Regions from separate parts of the Triticum aestivum genome. Here region 1 is linked to region 2. The links are chromatin contacts, called in public Hi-C maps. All regions are on one chromosome and are shown on one strand. The core of a region is the stretch at or near the end of the contact, and the rest is flanking DNA. Distances in the headings are between cores, read along the strand shown.

Evidence for each region. A called contact is a pair of places that touch in the nucleus more often than the background predicts.
Region 1: a contact with region 2 is called in a Hi-C map of an unstated tissue, with 6 times the contacts expected there. The contact joins the promoter of LOC123164500 here to the enhancer-like site in region 2. A contact is called at or near these places in 3 of 5 Hi-C or Micro-C datasets (leaf and an unstated tissue).

Annotation. Positions count from the first base shown.
Region 1 is chr7D:128,484,394-128,491,234 of IWGSC CS RefSeq v2.1, reverse strand. It overlaps LOC123164500 (alternative NAD(P)H-ubiquinone oxidoreductase C1, chloroplastic/mitochondrial), which reads left to right and starts at 5,264. Exons shown (of 12, transcript XM_044582010.1): 1 at 5,264-5,573; 2 at 5,808-5,989; 3 at 6,596-6,691. The coding sequence starts at 5,486. It overlaps LOC123165988, which reads left to right. Exons shown (of 3, transcript XM_044583751.1): 2 at 2,289-3,016; 3 at 3,126-3,482. The coding sequence ends at 3,243.
Region 2 is chr7D:128,036,035-128,043,386 of IWGSC CS RefSeq v2.1, reverse strand. It overlaps LOC123170385 (achilleol B synthase), which reads left to right. Exons shown (of 18, transcript XM_044588247.1): 9 at 1,430-1,552; 10 at 1,646-1,765; 11 at 3,174-3,272; 12 at 6,028-6,084. Among protein-coding and RNA genes, the nearest start is that of LOC123170385, 29 kb to the left of the region's middle. Within about 2 kb of position 3,851, at least 2 of the 8 cell types and tissues checked have an H3K27ac peak or open chromatin away from gene starts, as enhancers often do.

The DNA of each region.
Region 1 (6,841 bases), core at 4,015-6,514, 450 kb before region 2:
AAACACTCTCTCTACCTCAAATTTTCTCTTGAATACTCTAGTCACACCCAGTGTCAAACCTATCACCTCCCCCTTGTCAACAGGTCGCTCCATCAACAAAGAAACCAACCTCGTAGACTTACGGAAAGTTTATGTAGAGTGTAAATCTCTTTGATTATTGTTGCATCAACTCCTCTGCATGCATAATCTCAATTAGTTGTTTTTGGAGAAATTGAGTTTGTTGTACACGTTGAGAATTTGTGCTGATATTTTAATATCTAGCATTATCCAGGACATTTATAATTGAAGCACACATTACATTATGTCATGTAATAAATATGTGTTGTCATAAACCCACTGAGAATTGAACATGGTTTAGTTAATGAAGATTCATCTTTCTGTCATACGTACTTGGCTCAAGTCCTAGGACTGGTTTGTGTGTGTGTATTTCGTCAATGCTAATGCTCCAATATAGATTTCCATAAACATAGAATGAGATCAGCATCACTTGTGGTTATTATGTTTCTCCTTACTGTGTTACACAATTGACTTATAGGACTTCTGTGAAATACCTATAGAATGTATGAACCCATGGGAATATTTAAGGAATTATAAAATGAAGTTAATTAATGCAAAAGTACTATGGTGCTCCATAGAACAGTTTCTCTTGTTTGCGATCATATGGGACTGCACTGTTGTTCCTATCCCATTCATGTACATTGTCTGTTTCTATCCAAAGAGGCCCCAAAATCGCACCTATGTTTAGAAATGCTCTTACATTTCACATCAGACTGCAAGCAAGTGATGTTACAGGGCGAGATCAGTGTGCAGCATCCACTGTGTAAGCTTGACTAAAGCGCTAGCTATCTGATATCCAAGCTGGGTATAAGCCACCTTTTCAATACGCGTGAGATTTGGTTATGGACTGATATCTCGATTATATAGCATATTAATGCGAAAATTTTAGTCTCATGACATTCATGATTTTGAGATCCAACCTTTGATCAGATTGTACATCACACCCACTAAGGGTAGAGCCCTAGAACTGTTTAGTGAATGCCAAATCTCCTCGACGATATAAGTATCTTTGCTTTAGCTTGAATCTTCAACCTTTAGTTTGACATTTGGATCCATTTCTTATATCCTGCGAGCATGTTTTATAAATAATATCCAATTCTGTAGCGCTAGATCGAACCTTGAGCCTTAAACACTCTTTCTCTTTATTTCTCTTTTCTAAAAGCACCATTAGCATTCATTCAAATTCATCTCTTGTTTCTGTAACACATGCCTTTAAAGAAAAAAAATATGTTATTACTACAGGCGATAGAAGTGCTATGCATGTTAGCCAGCGGAAATCTTGCATAGTTTGAGTTTGTAATCCACCCGAAACTAATAATTTAGCCAAGAACAATCTGAATTTGGATAGGATATTTGAGCAGATCAGATAGTGCTAGGGGCTTTTGTGTTTGCTTTAGACTCCAAACTAAGTATGCCAGTCATAAGAATTATGGACTCCCATTGATATTTGAAAAATCTCAAACAAGATTTATATCCGCTTCAATATGCTTAATGTAGTTTGATCAATCTCAATTGTTATTTTTTATTTTATTTTTGCGATTGTCAATCGTTATAATCGTGACCTACCTGTAGATCTTTTCCATCAATGTAGGAGTTTTCAGCCTTTTATATCAAACAATGTAGCTATGTCTAGGTTATTCTAGCTGTAATTTTACCATCTCACGCTGATTGCATATTCTACGATCAGGATGGTTAAAGTTGCCAATCACTTGAGGCTAGTAGACACTTGTTCTCTTCCTGCTTTGGTTATATTGCTTCTCCTTTTCAGCATGCATGTTTTTTTTTCCTTTCATTTCTACATGCATCCTCTAGATGTGGGTTTCATCCACCAATTCCCTGCCAAGAAATCCTTGGAATTAGGTATCTACCAAACTACAGGAGGAGCTTTAATACAATATGCCAGCTATATAAAGACTTGTGTCTGCTTTGCATGGACCATTTTCCCTTCATCTTTTCGTCTCTGTGTGTCGTCCGTTTTATAGGACAACTACAATGCTCTTTTTATTTCCCGTGGTCAGGTTTGCTCAACACTAACTCATGTTGGTTCATACGAGGTGTCTGATTCCATTGTTATAGAGCATATTCTCAGCTGCTCTTTTCTATTGCTGGTGCCAAATTGATCTGAAACAAAAAATTCCATTGTGTTAATAATATAATAGATAGATTTAATGGTCAAGTAATTGAATTCTTTAACACTGTACTAATCTTATTACGATGCCATATGTTTGCAGATGCTTGGAACTTGGCGTCCCACAAAGAACAAGAGTGAACATATGGTAAATGAGGCTCTCTCACTAATGAGGAAATTCAATCATTGTGAATTCTCACTTATTCCATGCGGCCAAGTTGGTTATGCAACAAAACTAGCAACAGATTTGGTAGGCACCAACAAGAAAGAGGCCTGCAAGAGAGAGACCTGCACCATCTGCTTGGAAGACACTGATGTTTCTAAGATTCACGCAGTTGAAGGCTGTGCGCATCGGTTTTGCTTGTCCTGCATGAAAGAGCATGTGAGAGTTAAGCTGCGCGATGGAACGCTCCCAGCTTGTCCACAAGATGGCTGCACTACCAAGCTAACCGTGGAGGGTTCAAAGATATTCCTGTCACCACAACTGTTAGAGACCATGGCGCAACGTATCAGGGAAGCACAAATCCCTCCTACTCAGAAGGTTTACTGCCCGAATGCCAGGTGCTCAGCCTTAATGTCCTCGAGTGAAGCGATACACCCACTGCAAGAACCTGATGCTGGAGCCGAGACGTTGGGGAAGTGCGTGAAATGCGGGCGCTTGTTCTGCGTCAAATGTAAGGTCCCATGGCATTACGGGATAAGTTGCGTTGACTACAAGAGAAGGTACCCTCATGCTCTACAGAACCTTGCGCAGCGGCGGTCGTGGCGCCAGTGCGTCAAATGCAAGCACCTGATCGAGCTCGCTGAGGGTTGCTACCATATCACCTGCGTGTAAGTATTTGCCTCTGGTTGTTCAGTGTTTTTTTCATGTCAGGCTGTTCCTTAGTCTCTGGGATGTCCTTTGCGCGCTAATGCTCATCCTGTTTTTTGCTTCTGGCAGGTGCGGCTATGAGTTCTGCTACACCTGTGGGAAAGAATGGAAGGACAAGAAGGCAACCTGCTCCTGCCTTCTGTGGGATGAACGCAATATAATCCGTGACCGAGGAGGACGACGATGATCACACTGCTGAAGTGCTGCTGATGACTACGAGGACGATGATCTTTACTCTGTCAGTGAAGGCCTTGTGAGTTGTGATTATATAACCTGAACTACGGTCGGTGTGATGAGAGGTTCATTGCCATGGCCGTTTCTGTCATTAGAATCACTTGTCTTTCATCCAGCGTTTCAGAACCAACTTGTTTTGCCGCTATATGTGGGTAGTCAGCTACACGAGATAAACAGGATGTCCTACCGTACCGTTTTCGCATCTGACTGGCCGATAGTCTGTGGCTAGTAGCTTACCTCGCTGTCTTTATGTTTTTTTTCCCTGCGGGATCTGTTTTAGTTTCTTGACGTTTGATGTATGGACTTTTGGTAAAATGCTTTGATGGTTTCTTTAATGGCAAATCGACGTGGTAGCCCGTTGTTCCAATTTTCAAAAAACTGACTGGCCAATGTTTTTAGTGGCAGTCATGCATGTACATTGTTTCGTGGCATGCGCGTATGGATTTCCGGCAATATATATTTTCATTCTAGGTGTACATAAATAGACAACGAGGATTTAGTAGCAGGCTTTACAACACTTGATTTTCATTAAACTTTTATCTAGCTTCTTTTTTCATATTTTCATTCCCAAATTTAAAATCTCATAATAAAATATTAGGGGTGTGCACCATGTGATGCAGATGTCGCAGAAGTTTCTTTTCTATATTGAAAAAGATTTAATACTTCCCCTCAAAAAAAAAAACCAGATTCAATACATTGTCATTTTCTGTATGCTCAATACTACTCCCTTTGTCCCAAAATAAGTGTCTAAACTTTGTACTAACTTTAGTACAAAGTTGTATTAAACTTGAGGCACTTATTTTGGGACAGAGGGAGTACATTAGTAGCACCGAGCCAATTGAGTTCTTGGATGACTATGCAAAGGATTTAAATCATTAATTAGCTTAGTGCTGGAAGTTCCATATATTTCTTTCACAAACATGATGAAAAACAACAAATTACTCAGGGTTTGGGTTGAGAGTTGTGATTGGCCAAAACAACGAATTGTTGAGACCAGATGATGTCTCGAATATATATTTTGTGTCAACAGAAAGACCTACCTATAAGTGAATTTTACGCATCCACAAACATATTTTGTATTGAATAAATAAATAAAGTGCTGCCGATTTTTTTGAACAAACTTATTTTTTAGAATTGATTTTTTGAACAAACTAAAACAAACACATCATAAAAAAAAATACTACTCCCTCCGATCCATATTAGAGCAGCAGAGCCTTTTTTCAAGATTAAGCAGAAGAAAGAGGGGAGCTCCTAATCGGCGCTTTCAGCGCCGGTCAGGTGAACGGGCGCCTGCACCGCTCGTAGTTGGGCTGTTTGTGCAGTCGGCCCATAATCCTTCGTTCGACACCGAAAAAAAAGACGCTTTCGTTAAGTGAGAGAACCGTGAGTCGAACTCATCTCACTAGGATCCGCAGCTAGATGAAATAACCACTAGACTGAGTTACCTTTGACGACCAACAAAAGAAAAGAACACTAGTTAACCCTCTGCTAGTACAGTATTATATACCTTATATAAATTATATGAAAAGAAATTCAAGAAACTTTTTAAAACCACGAATAAAAAAATAAAAGATTCGTACAAATTGAAAAAAGTTCATAAATTTGAGAAAACCTCACAAATTTTAAAAAAATTCATGAAATTCGAAATAAGTTCATCAACTATGAAAAGAGTTTGTCGAATTTGAAAAAAGTTCATCCAATTTGAAAACAGTTCATCGTAATTGAATAAAGTTCACCGAATTTGAGAAAAAGTTCGTGCAATTTTAGAAAAATTCATTGGATTTGAAAACAAAAACCATAGGATTTGAAAAATAGGTTTGCAGAAAACAGCTATAACCGGCGCCTGCAGCGCCAAAGAAAGAGACGTTTAGTAGACCCATTTGTATTGAAATCTCGCGACCTACAAATAAGGCCCATCTTGCGCAATATGGGCCAACTCCGTTTCGTATTCAAGCCTGATCTCATCGTCAGTGAGTGAGTGGCTGGGTGTGCGTGCACGGAGCCAGCGGGCTCGGGGGCTCCGCGACGACGCGGCCGGCGGAGGAGCCGCAGCGTTGCGTTGCGTGGCTATTGCCGGCTCCGTGTCTCTCCGGAGACAACTCCTTTTCTGCCTCTTCTGTGCTTCTCCCTCACCCCTCTCTATCGCTGGGAGCTGGGGCTACAGCACGCGGGACCCGTCTCCCCCCTCGCCGCCGATGAGCTGCCGCGCGGCTCCATGGGGCCGCCCGTCGGCCCCCCGGAGCCGGCCCTTTCCCGCCTCGGCGCGCCTCCGCGGCCCGTTCGGTGAGGCCACAAGCTCCCCCAGCTCTCTTCTAGCGGTAGCGGCCACGGTTCTCTAATTTAAGCTCGTGTGGAGTAGTATGTCATGCTCGAGCAGGGTTTGCGCCGAGTTCGTGTGCTCGTGTGCGCGTTCCGGTTTTTGAGGAATGGGGTGATTTGATTTGAAAAGCGGTGGGTGGATTCGTTAGGTGACATTTTTGTCTCAGGTTAACTGACTGCTCACCTGGATTCTGACAGGGGGTTTGAATGCGTGGAAGAATCCAATCCTCAAAAACTCGTTTGGGCTGCCGGCGATGTTTGGGCTGCCGTCTGGACTGTTCAGATGCATGGCTTCAAGTGGCTCTGGGGATGGCGGCTTTTCTCGTCCTCAATCAATTGATGAAGCGCCGATGCCGCTGTACTCTTGGCCAGACAAGAAGGTAGACTGGATTTTGATTACCCACATCCTTACATCCATTGTTATATGATTTCCCCCCCTGTTTTATTAGCACACTGGTAATACTATCAATGTGTATCTTACGGATCAAGTCCTCTACAGCTCTACTCCCTCTCTCTCTCCCTTTCCCCCTTTTCGAAAAAAAAACAGCTCTACTCCCTGACAGGGCATTGTTTAGCTGTTTTAGCATTGATGACTTGTTTATGTAGAGTTTGCAGTTTTGTGCTAACTTAGTCCCAGTGAACACACTTTGGTTTCGTACACTTCATTCAGATATACCCAAATAGATCTTATTTTAATACAACACTTGAGTAACTTAGTATTGTTTTGATATATGACAACTCTAGAGTTTAACTGCTTGCTAGGGAGAATATTCATTTGCAGGGATTTTTGTTTTTTGAGGAATTGTGTGTCCTTATGTTTTTTTTAGATCAGGGTGTTCTTACATTTTGCTTCGGAGTTCATGTCCTTCCATGCATTTTGTCTGTATGTAGGGCAACTTGTGAGTATTATTGTTCAGCAGAAAGTTTGGTATGCTTCTGCTATATGCCTTATGTTCCATTTACTGAATATGTTCTCTTGTTTTCAGCGGCCACGGGTATGCATTTTGGGTGGTGGATTTGGTGGGCTGTATACTGCTCTGAGACTAGAATCTCTTGTATGGCCTGGTAATAACAAGCCTCAGGTAAAATGATGATGCTCTTGTGCTAGAAATTTATTGATTTGCCGGGTGCTGTCCCTTTTTACATCGAAGTAGCAGGGGTTGGTGGTATTTGTAGTTTGGCACCTTTTCTCGATCTGCATGTCCTGCAATGCACTCATGTGTGTTTGCTAA
Region 2 (7,352 bases), core at 2,602-5,101:
TGCCCCTATTTTCTTAACACAGACAAACAACGAGGAAATAAACAAATTAGGTCCACCTTGCTTCACATATATGTGTTGTGGTTACTAGAGTATTTCCATATGTTTAAACCAGGCAGACTAAATTTGTATCACAATTATAATCATTTGACATGTACAGATGTGCTATAGTAGCTTGAAATGAACATAGAAGTTCGAGCCTTAATACCATTGTTTGTAATTCTTCTTACACTTACCTATGTTCATATCACAAAACATATTTTCCCTTTTTTTGAAAAAAGAAAGATATTAATCATCAACATTGTTACAACCTTCACCGGTCACATTGTCAATTTGCCGAGGAAATTTGCCCAGCCAGACAGGCAGTTCTCGGCATGGACCTTCCCGTTGCGGCAAGCCCATGGCTCTATGGTCTTGGTGAACCTTGATCACCTTTATATCTCTACCACCTGCTAGCATATGGTTAATCTGACTAATGGTATGACAATATAAGGATCTATTAGGCTCTATTTGGTTCGCTACTATTAACTCGACATAGTTTGATTTTAGCACGACAGGTCGATTTGTCCAGGGCAGCACCAAAGATAGGCCCTCTCTAGAAGCCTCCAACTCTGCTTCCAAAGCATCCATGCAGTGGCGAAGTATTATACGACAGGTTGCGAAGCTAACCTGGCCACATCGTCACTATGGATCTTCTATGTATCTGCACTCTGCAGAACCATCAAGGATGGAATCATCAAAGTTTATTTTGGTGGAGCCACACGGTGGTCGTGACCAACATGCAGGGGAACACCCATGGATCTCCCGAGACCTACACGATATGGGAAGCACATTAGTATAATTCACCGTGAAATCGGTTCAACAAAATTGCTTGAGCGAGAGGAGAGAGCCCACATAGCTCGAAAAAACAGGAGAACTTTTAATAGGGCCAATGCCTTCTCCTGTGTAATATCATTGTGGGCGTGCCAAATTCTCCAAAGGAGCATAGGAAGCTACATACTTTGCACCTCATGGAGTTGTTCTAGCAAGCAAAGGGTCTACTCCGGTCCGTTGTTGACTAACATATCCTTGTGAGGATGCTCCCAACAGGACCACATCACTTGCCAAAGCATTCACTGAAATGTGCAAATGATATTTCGACTTACCCACTTAACTTAAAAACAAAATTACACATTACACTAACAATTTTCCTATTGTTCATGATATGTCTCGTCAGACCATCTTCATGGCAGTAGTTACCGAGTTTGTGTGTTTCTATTAAAATATGTGATGCTGCTTTTTAATAAGTTGTCAACATTTTTCAGTACTTCTTTATATATAATTTCCTTGTCTTTTACACGGAACTTCTTTAAATTCACATGTGCAATTTTTGTGTATTAAAGTTGTTCTATGAAGCGACATGTGTGTGTTTTACCTAATTCTTTTGCAACAGGTATACGATGGTTGTCAAAGTTGGGAGATAGCTTTTATTGTACAAGCATATTGTTCAACAGACCTTGTTAATGAGTTTGCTCCGACACTTCGGAAAGCCCATGAGTTCATTAAAAGATCACAGGTTCAATATTATATATCTCCTTAGTCCTAACATACATATTGTAAATAAAACAATATTAGAATGCTAAATTTGACATCAGTTTTTTACTTACAGATTCTTGAGGACCATCCTGATAGTGAAGCTTATTACCGCCACAGATCAAAAGGTTCATGGACACTTTCAACAGCGGATAATGGTTGGTCTGTATCAGATTGTACTGCAGAAGCACTTAAGGTCAAGATAAGTTACTTTTGATATGATCTTAATCTAGAAGAGTGGCATATGTTCTTTCATGGTAAAAAAAACTATTACTAAGTGTAGTAGTCTTGTGGTTCATGGAAAACTTGTATGGTTTTATCGAGACCAATCTAAAAATCAATTTAATCAGCTTAACTAAGTGCATTAGTATATGTTTAGCTTGCACATTGGAATGGTGAATTATTTAAAAAATTCCCAAGAATTTATTGAATTTATGCGGAAAAGGAGAATGCAGATTCTTGCACGTAAATAATACAATCATCTTTATTTTCTTTTTTCTGTATTATATGTACACATAGAACTTCAAGTGCACTTTTTCCATTATGTCAAGAAAATTTGTGAAAAAGTCCGATTATTTTAAGTGCTCAATGTGCTAACTTTTGGGCTATGTGGAGATGTCATTACTTTCATAACAGATTTTGAAAATATTTCTAACGTCTTCAGGCCTTACTGCTTTTGTCAACGATTTCTCCTAATCTTGTGGGGGAACCCATGAAAGGAGAAAGATTGTATGACGCAGTGGATTGCGTGCTTTCTTTCATGGTACGTCTCTAACATGAATCATGTTTACATGCTCTTATATTTGCTTTTGTTATTTTTGGGACGTACCATGTCTAAATGGTACATAACCCAATCCACTTATATTAGCTCTTTTTTGCGGGACCTATTAGCCCTTCTATAGCCATACTTACAAATGCAGACGGTGTGGTCATGCCTAGAGGTCAAGGCAAGGAAAACAAGTTGCCGTTGGATTAACCATAACATGAAAAAAATGGTTAAAACACATAGCTTGAGAAAAACGTATCAAAGATATTTGTAAGTGTCTTGTGCAGTTCAAATTTATGCCAATATTGCATATAAATAAATAAAATATTTATCTTTACTTAAGGACGGATCGGTGAATTGGGCTTCAGGCCTTACTGCTTTTGTCAACGATTTCTCCTAATCTTGTGGGGGAACCCATGAAAGGAGAAAGATTGTATGACGCAGTGGATTGCGTGCTTTCTTTCATGGTACGTCTCTAACATGAATCATGTTTACATGCTCTTATATTTGCTTTTGTTATTTTTGGGACGTACCATGTCTAAATGGTACATAACCCAATCCACTTATATTAGCTCTTTTTTGCGGGACCTATTAGCCCTTCTATAGCCATACTTACAAATGCAGACGGTGTGGTCATGCCTAGAGGTCAAGGCAAGGAAAACAAGTTGCCGTTGGATTAACCATAACATGAAAAAAATGGTTAAAACACATAGCTTGAGAAAAACGTATCAAAGATATTTGTAAGTGTCTTGTGCAGTTCAAATTTATGCCAATATTGCATATAAATAAATAAAATATTTATCTTTACTTAAGGACGGATCGGTGAATTGGGCTTCAGGCCTTACTGCTTTTGTCAACGATTTCTCCTAATCTTGTGGGGGAACCCATGAAAGGAGAAAGATTGTATGACGCAGTGGATTGCGTGCTTTCTTTCATGGTACGTCTCTAACATGAATCATGTTTACATGCTCTTATATTTGCTTTTGTTATTTTTGGGACGTACCATGTCTAAATGGTACATAACCCAATCCACTTATATTAGCTCTTTTTTGCGGGACCTATTAGCCCTTCTATAGCCATACTTACAAATGCAGACGGTGTGGTCATGCCTAGAGGTCAAGGCAAGGAAAACAAGTTGCCGTTGGATTAACCATAACATGAAAAAAATGGTTAAAACACATAGCTTGAGAAAAACGTATCAAAGATATTTGTAAGTGTCTTGTGCAGTTCAAATTTATGCCAATATTGCATATAAATAAATAAAATATTTATCTTTACTTAAGGACGGATCGTTTCTCCACTTTTTTTCATCCTTTAGGTGTGTTTTCGAACGTGCTCTTTTTTCGTCCGTACGTTCTCTTTTTTCCGCCCGTTGTTTTTGTGTTGAAAAAAAATTTGTGTGCCGTAAATTAAAATGCATTACGAGGACTCGAACCCTGCCCGCGTACTTCAAGAGCGCTCGCGCAAACCACCCGACCTAGCAAGCTACCTTTGTAGCAAAACAAAGAAAAACGCCTTTTATTCTATAGGGCCTCGCGGAAAATCTTTTTTTTTCAACGTCCACCCTTCTCCAGATCCCAGCGCGGTAACCTCAACGGTCACCCTCTTGGGCCTCAGCCCGTGTACTCAGCCCGCTGCTCTATAGCCCAAGTAATTTCATGTAAATTAAGGGAGAAAAAAAGGCAAACAGTGGCATATTCCATGCAGCGTAGCAACGCGGAGAAAAAAAAGCACTGCAGTGGGGGATCGAACCCAGCACCTGCAGGTTTTCTCAAAGACTACAATCCACCAGGCTACAACATGATTTTATGTAAAATTGAAAATTCATTCTTCTATTAAATAGTCCCACCTCGCCTCCTTGCATCTCATCCCACCAATTTATACATGTTTTGTGATCTAAAATTAGCAAGCCGCCTCAACAATAGTAACATAAGGCCCTAGGAGGAAAGAACAAAAAGAAGGAAATCGGGCCTTCCCTCGGGAAGGAAAGGAAATAAAAGAATGAATCAATTCAGCCATGCCTCAATAAGGAAAATAATTAAAAGAAGAAATAGAGTTCGCCTTGCCTTCGGAAGGAAATAAATTAAGAAAAGGAAAGAAAATAAAAGAAGGAATAAATTCAGCCTTGCATAAGGAATAAGAAAAAGAATTAAAAAAGGAATAAAAGAATTGTAAAATAAGGAATAAAATTCGACTTGCCTTCGGAAGGAAAGAAATTAAGGGAAGGAATAAATTTGGCCCTTCCTCAGGAAGGAAAGGAATTAAAAGAGTAACTAAGAGAACTGAATTAAAAGAAGAATCGAGTATACAACGAGTTGTTAAAATATATGTTGGCGAGTCCCCTAAAAATATATATATGTATATTGGGCGTGCATACCGATCACTTGCAATACTAATTCAATTAGTATTCGCAAAAAGATTGGCATCCTCACAAAAAGTTTAATTTTTTTGTGTCATTTAAAATGTCTTCTACCTTTTGAAAAATGTTATGTATTTTTTTGGAATCATTCATGCATCTTAAAATATTTGTGTAGTATATTAAGAAAAGTGTTCATGTATTAAAATAATGTTTATATCATTTAAAATATATTCAACCTTTTCTAAAAATCATGTAATTATAAAAGTGTTCACGTGCTTAAAAATATATTCGTAATTTTAAAATATGCATGCTCTTTAAAAAGGTGTTCGTGTTTTAAAAAGAATGCTGATGAATTTTGAAAAACAAATATACGATTTTAAAGTGAGTTGGCATAAGAGGGGTGGTGTATGGACTAGGAGTACACAATAGCTCGGGAAGGACAGTTGTCACACCCAGTTTGACGAGATTAGTTTTATAACTATTAGACATTAACCAGGGTCAAAAAAACTATTAGACATTAACTTGCGATGGCGTAGTTCAGGTACTGGTGTGTGGTGGCCTAGATCATCACCTTGAAATTGACCACATTCAGACGCATTGTGATCAGGTGGATACCGTGACCATGGTCAATGAAGACGGGAAGGAGGATAAACCACAACACAGATGTGACGCTATGTTCAAATAGATAATTTGGACCTGCGAAGGGGTTCAAATAGATAACTTGGACTTGCAAAGGAGTCTTGAGTCGTGCTTATTGTGCTAGGAGTATGCGATTTTCTCTCCCGTTGCAATGCACGGGCATATGTGCTAGTAATACAGACATATGAATTACATTGAAATTTATGTCGCCAAGGGGTAAAACTGCGTGCAAGCAGTGAAGGTAATAACTTATCAGTGGACGAGTAAAATACACATTGGTTCATAAAAAATGTGCGAGAGGTTTTAAATAGATGATTGTGCTTTGAAATGGTTGATTTTGGTCCTTGAAGTACGTCAGTCAGTCAGTCACCTGATGTCCTGACCAATCCAACGTTTATAGACATGCTTAACGTGGTAAGATCACATGGCGGTCCTTGAACTTATTATTACTCCCTCCGTTCCAAAATAGATGACCCAACTTTGTACTAACTTACTGAAATTACTATTGTTTTTTGCCTATTTATTTGGTTACAAGATTATATGTTGTCTTACAACAAATCCTCTTATTTTCAGTAAAATTGATGTACTTTTTTTTTGAAATAATGGCTACCTATGATTTATATCTTCTCTTGATGTCATTTAACCTTTAACTTCACATCAATGATTATTGATAATACTTTATTCTTATTTGAAGAATAAAGATGGTACCTTTTCTACGTACGAGTGCAAGAGAACTACATCTATGCTAGAGGTGAGTATTTTACTGTTATACTTATGTTTTATGGAAAAGTAAGTGTACAATGTTGTGGGGACTCTATATTTCAGTTGCATGTGACCAGGTTAGAAAACTGCCCCCTGTGTACATAAAATTATCATACAGTCAAGGTAAGCAATTCAAATTTACAAATTCAGAGTAGAGACACAAATTTATCCACTTCTTGACCCGAATTACTATTTATCAACTACATATAAATAACTTGCCATATGGACATCACACTCCAATACCATAGAGACTAGAACCTTAGCTTCTCAATAAAAAATTTATCACCCCAAATGACAACTTGTAGTGCAATGACAAACAATGCAGTATCTATAGATGACAAACAGTAATTAGGTCTAGTTTATGAAGCAGGTACCCTCTATACTAATGGTGGAACCCATAGGCATATGATATCATTACAAAAAAGAATACTATTTTTGCAGAACATAATGTATTTTTTTCGCGAATACGCAAAGCTTGCATATCTTTCCATTGATAGAAGGAATAGAATGAGTACAGCGAGGGATACAACACATGACACGAACGGAGGCAGGCATGAACATGGTGCCCGGAGCAGAGAGACAAGGGATGCTCGGCCCGAATAGATGATACAATACAACTAAACCTACCAAACCCAAACCAAGAGCGGGCATGCCGAACCAGCAAGAACTCCAACATCACCCGAGCTAATACAACGAACACCGCGGGAAGCAAGATAGCGCCTTCAAGAAGGAAAACGACGTCGAGACGCCGTCGCCATCCGGTCCGGAGAAACCGGACCTAGGGTTTCCCGAGTTCGAAGAGGGGCGCAGCTTAAGGCCTTGGCAACGCCTCCAAGGAGGAAACGACACCCGCGGGCACTGTCGTTGCCAGCACTGGCAAGCCGAGCAGAGATCTCTCCTTGGCCTGAAGCTGAGCAATCCCATAGCCGATGAATCTGTAATCGAAGATGAGGGAGCCGACAATGGTCGGCAGCACCATGGCGGAAGGGGCTTGGCAGGGCTGCACCTACCGACGGAGGGTGGCACCGCCTCCGGACCCACGAGCAACAGATCTGGCAAAAGGAGAAAGTTTTGAGGCGTACTGGGTAGGGCAGGCGACGAGGTGCACCAAGCGGCGGGGTTGGGGCGACGGCGTCCAGCAACGTCGGCAAGCTAGGACTGGAGGGACGCAGATCCGAGCTGCCGTGGCCTTAGCCATCGGGACTTCGGTGAGCCAAGTGAGCTGGAAGGGACGCAGCCACTCGGTCACCGAGGCCG